2 separate regions of the Sus scrofa genome follow, and region 1 is linked to region 2. A link is a contact called in public Hi-C data. All regions are on one chromosome and are shown on one strand. The core of a region is the stretch at or near the end of the contact, and the rest is flanking DNA. Distances in the headings are between cores, read along the strand shown. Region 1 has its middle 100 kb from the start of OLIG3. Region 2 has its middle 91 kb from the start of PERP.

The links. A called contact is a pair of places that touch in the nucleus more often than the background predicts.
Region 1: a contact with region 2 is called in a Hi-C map of liver, with 2.9 times the contacts expected there. The contact joins two enhancer-like sites. A contact is called at or near these places in 2 of 47 Hi-C or Micro-C datasets (liver and skeletal muscle) and 1 of 2 datasets of contacts at active chromatin or transcription factors (alveolar macrophages).

What each region holds. Positions count from the first base shown.
Region 1 is chr1:26,903,822-26,906,521 of Sscrofa11.1, reverse strand. No RefSeq gene overlaps it. Among named protein-coding and RNA genes, the nearest start is that of OLIG3, 100 kb to the right of the region's middle. Within about 2 kb of position 1,386, at least 3 of the 83 cell types and tissues checked have an H3K27ac peak or open chromatin away from gene starts, as enhancers often do. A contact at or near this core is called in liver, where this site is marked.
Region 2 is chr1:26,390,359-26,393,213 of Sscrofa11.1, reverse strand. No RefSeq gene overlaps it. Among named protein-coding and RNA genes, the nearest start is that of PERP, 91 kb to the right of the region's middle. Within about 2 kb of position 1,308, at least 13 of the 83 cell types and tissues checked have an H3K27ac peak or open chromatin away from gene starts, as enhancers often do. A contact at or near this core is called in liver, where this site is marked.

The sequences.
Region 1 (2,700 bases), core at 137-2,636, 510 kb before region 2:
ACCACAGCTCACAGCAACATTGGATTCTTAACCCACTGAGTGAGGCCAGGAATTGAACCCACACCTTATGGTTCCTAGTCGGATTTGTTTCTGCTGCACCATGACAGGAACTCCCACGGTCTGCTTGTTTTTGAACCCAACATTTTAGCCATGTAGACACTTAGGACCCTTTGGGGGAATAAGTCGAATTCTTTTTTTTTTTTTTTTTTTTAAGGGCCACATCTGGGCATATGGAAGTTCCCAGGCTAGGGGTCGAATCGGCTCTGTAGCTGCTGGCCTATGCCTCAGCCACAGCAACATGGGATCCGAGCCATATCTGTGACCTACTCCACAGCTCGTGGCAGTGCCAGATCCTTAACCCACTGAGCGAACCCGACCCCTCATGGGTACTGGTTGGATTTGTTGCCACTGAGCCACAGTGGGAACTCCCATAAGCTGCATTCTTTAGAAAAAAAAAAAATTAGCCTTCTGGACCACAGCACTTGATTTCAAAAAGTGCTTCTGCAAGAGAGTTAAATGCAGGCAGTCTTCTTTTTCATTTCATTTGATTGAGTGTGTCTCAGAGAACCCAACACATTTTCTGTGTCCAGCTAGACACAGCCACCATTTCCCTACTCTCTGGAAAAAGCCCTTAATTATGAATGATATGCATTTCCTAGTGAAGACTAAACAGCACCTAGCAATCTTATCTCTTCAACAACAGCGAACTGAATGTCTGGATTCTGGGAGCAGAAGGAAGTTTGATTGCATGGAGGCATCAGAAGATTAAGGTGAGAGTAGATACACTTGGGAAAGGGAAAATAGACCAAACTGAAGAGTGTGTGAAAATTAGCTCATCTGATTTGATGTGAACATCTGCAGAAATTGTTAATGGGCACTGTGTCTAATTAAATCCACCAGACATATGCATGCCTGTTATCAGCAGAACTGTGTTCTTCCCCACGCTGCACCTGTTGCTGGCAGGGCTAGACTTGCATTCTGTCATGTGCAATGTCAAAAGGGTTCGAGAGAGAGAAATTCAAGGCTCCAGTCTGATTCACTTAGAGACAAGCACATCTCCAGTGGGATATAGCCAGTCTCAGAACTCAAATACAGACCGAAAGACAGATTCACTGAGATCTCATGACTCTCCAACCCAGAGTGCCTCACAATTCTGACTGGAGCAGGAGACCTCTGGGTGGTGTGGATTTGAGAAACGTATTGATTCATTTCTTGGAGTATTCAGTCTGTTCCACTGAAGGACAAATGGTTGCGTTCACGTCAGCTTCCATGTGTATACAAATGATTATTGTGCAAATAACAAATGATCTTTGTACATCTAAACAGGCTGGTTTTGGACAGATGTTTGCTTGGTTATTTCACCTTTGGTCAGGCATTCCTTTGTGTCTAGTTATGTCTCAAGCTGTTCCTTTGATAAATCAATCTCCATTAATTCAGACAGAGCATCTCCCCAGATGTGTGGATATTGGCTCCCACCCAGTTCATTGGTCTGCTAGTGGGTACAAGTTGCATTGAGGAAGCAGCAGGGCACAGTGACAAACAATGCAGACTCTGGAGTCAGTCCCGGCTCTCCATTTGCCAGCTAGGTGACCCCTTAGGAAGAATTTAACCTCAGTTTCCTCATCAGTAAGGTGGAGATAATAATAGCATCTACCCCATACAGTGTACGTGAGATTCTAGTGAAGTGATGCATGTCAGGTGTTTAGGGTTACACTGGCAAGATGGAAATGTCCATCCACAGTGGATAGTTTCATTCATTATTACTGAAAAGCTCTATCCAGGAGGCATCAGTTGTGCTCAGTTCTCAAGAGAAGTGTAAATTAAAAACTATGCCTGAAATTGAGTAGATCTTTTTCAAGATCTATCATATTACTTAGACCCCAAATGTTATTTATCTTGGTTCCATTTACCAGTAGTCAGTTTATCACATCTGTACCTGCACCCTGCCTGTGCCACATTGGTACATGTTCATGAGCTGATATCTTCTGAGAAATTAAAATTTAGGCTGACAGACAGGGGACTTGTGTTCTTGGCAAGATTTCCCCACTAAATTTGTAAAAATGTAGATGGTCGCTATTGCCTACTTAAGTTTTTAGCTATTGGTATGATAAAAAGGGAATATTCCAAATCTGTTACCCCTCACTCATGGTCTAATTAGGAAATTCTAGGAAATAGATCCTGGAGGGAAGGGAAGGTGTGGAGAAGAGGCTGTAAGAGAATAAGATTTCTAGTCCCTTCACTGAGTGTATCTCTAACCACTTACCAATGCTTTCCCCCTTCCTCATGCCAGGCACATCACCCCAGGGTGACATAACCAAGATGAATGAGATCATGATGTGATGCACTGTGTGCTCTTAATAGAAGTTGTGAGATAGAAGGCGAAGGATGCTGTGTCCATGAGGTTAACCTTATGGACAACTTCTCAATAAAGATAAACCAAGGGTGGGGAGACATCCTGCAGCAGAAGACACATGACATTCCCGTAGTTGACACTGATACTCCATAGGTTCTCTTAACAGACACTTTCTTATTTTTATTTGTTCATCTGCTTTTATTTCTGCTGCTATATTGAGATGTAAATGGTGATTAAAACAGTTCTTTAAAAAACAATATGCTCTTCCTGCCACAATATATTTAAACATTGTTTTCAACATACACTTAAAATTTTTATCCTCTCGGGAGTTCCCGTTGTGGTGCAGC
Region 2 (2,855 bases), core at 59-2,558:
AGGCGTGAAACACCCGGGGGTTGTGGGGAAATGAACACTGATGACCGAGGTCCTTGGCCACGTCCGTCTTCCTCTCTAGGGAGGGGGCGCCGGCGCTCAGAGCTGCAGCCAGGGACTCTTAGGAGGCCCTGGGGGAGCAGGAGACCTTCCCGTGGTGAACAGTGAATTCAGCCTCGGGAATTAGCGAAAGGCAGCCGTGTCCAATCCCCAGCTGTGTCAGTGTGATTTGTAATAAGAAATACATGTTTTGGAGTTCCCGTCGTGGCGCAGTGGTTAACGAATCCGACTAGGAACCATGAGGTTGTGGGTTCGGTCCCTGCCCTTGCTCAGTGGGTTAATGATCCAGCGTTGCTGTGAGCTGTGGTGTAGGTTGCAGATGCGGCTCGGATCCCGCATTGCTGTGGCTTTGGCGGAGGCCGGTGGCTACAGCTCCGATTAGACCCCTAGCCGGGGAACCTCCATATGCCGCGGGAGCGGCCCAAAGAAATAGCAAAAAGACAAAAAAAAAAAAAAAAAAAAAAAAAAAAGAAATACATGTTTGGTCTTCATCCTGGTTCCTGACACGGAGCCCCGGAAACCCTTGTAACCTCCTACGTGATGAGAGGACCAGAAGCATCTTTTGTTCTAATGGGGTGACTCTGGGTGGGACCTGGTCAGCAGAAAAACCAAGCCATGATTAGAGGCTTGGAAGTTTTAGCTCCCCCACCACTACCTCCCTGGAGAGAGGAGAGGGGCTGGAAATGGAGTTCATGATCCATTGTGTCTATATGAGGAGGCCTCTATAAATGTCCCCCAGAAAGGGTTCAGAGATGCTCCAGGTTGGTGAACACATCCCTGTACCAGGCTGGTGATGCATCCCAACTCCACGGAGACAGAAGCACCTGCATCCAGGACCCTTCCAGAACTCACCCTGTGTACCTCTTTGTCTGGCTGTTCATTTGATCCTTTAATAGACTAGCCAACGTAAGTGAGTGTTTCCCTGAGTTCTATGAGCTGTTCTAGCCAGTAATTGAATCTGTGGGGAAGAAGACCATGTAGGAAGCCAGCTCCGACAGAAGCTGTAGGTAACCTGGGGGACCATCCACTTGCAGTTGGCATCGGAAGTGGGAGGGGAGAAGTCCCTGGGGACTGAGCCCTTAACCTGTGGGATCTGAAGCTTGCCCCAGGTAGGTCATATCAGAATCAAGTTCAATCGTAGGACACCCAACTGGTGTCACAGAAAGTGCTCAGTGGGGGAAACCCCACACATATTTGGTGAGCAGAAGGATCAGAGGTGTTGTGACTGTGGCAGTTGTGTAAAGGAGTGACACACAGGAGGGCAGAGTGGATGGTCAAAGTCACCAGCCCAAGCCAGAGCCCCAGCCATACATTGAACCGTATTGTAACCAACCTTGCTGGGAATCTAGAAACTCTGTATTGCACCAGTTTTAGCTATCTGTGATCTGTTTGCTATTTGTCTTATATATTCGTGATGGGCAATTCATCTTTTAAAAGCAAAAGGGCCCTAGGACTTATCTTTAGAGAGGACCAGGAGAGGAGAGGGGCCTGGCTCTCTGGGGACAGGAAGCCTTGGGAAAGCCGGCTGAGTCACTGGAGGCCACAAGAAAGGAAGAGTGAGGCCCCCAGAGGCGTGTGCTTGACAAGAGGCCATAAGCTGAGTAAGAAGCAGAGAACTGTACAAAGTCCTCTGACAGGTGCAGGGCTGGAGAGGGAGGAACTGGGCTTCACACCTGGGTGGGAACAACTGATCAACCTGTTGAAACCCATTTCCCATAAAGGGAGGGCTGGTGGCTGCCGGGTTGGCTCTGTGAGCCACGTGGGCTGATTGCAAAGGGTGAGGATCGGGCTCATTGAGAGCGTGTTCATTTCAAGGTCACACACAGGGTCTGTGACATCTGATAACGTTGCGGCAACCTGTCCCTGGTTCTCAGGCTCCAAAATCAAGGATTTGTGATTCCCAACTTGGGCAACCGGTTCAAAGGTGAGCCACAGTCAACAAAAGCGCTAGACTTTATTCCGCAGATTAATCTTGTACTCTGTGTGTGTTTATTGCACAAGACACTACATTTGAGGGGGAAAAAAACGTTGGAGGTGCTCCAAGTCCCAACCTGCAGGAATGAATGAGAACTTGGTCCCACAACACCCTGCCTCCCCTCTGTAGTTAACCCCCCTTCATCTACCTTCAATGTCCACGCCATCTTCACGCTTCCTTACACATACCTGGCAAGACCCCATCCTGATTAAACTCAGCCCTCTGTCATTCTGTGCCTGCAACCCTCCAGCTGCACAAGGCTGGAAAAACCACCCCACCACGGTGGCTGGTCTTATCTTAAATTTCTGGCAGCAAATGTCTACCATTCTTCTAGGTCCATCCTAGCCCAAGTGGTTCTGCTGCATTTCCCCAGTCACTCTCACTCCCGTGATTTCCTAGGTGACTGTCATGCACCTCCTCCTCTCTTCAGCCCTCCATCACATTCTCCCTCTTCCTGACTCTCAGCTGAACACTTGATTCCAAGGTCATAATGAAAGCTGAAGCCGCAAGAAGAGAAATTCTGCACCCTGCCACCTCCACATTCACCCATCCACCCCACCTGCCTCTGTGCCCAAACGATCTGCCATCCCTTCTGTAACTGTTGAGGAAGAGCCATGGTCTAATCAAGACCAGCTTGGACACTTCACCCACTCAAGGACAACCTTATCCCACGTCACCCACTCAAGGACAACCTTATCCCACGTCACCCACTCAAGGACAACCTTATCCCACGTCACCCACTCAAGGACAACCTTATCCCACGTCACCCACTCAAGGACAACCTTATCCCCTTGGCCTCAGGAACTATTACTTTCCCTCCATG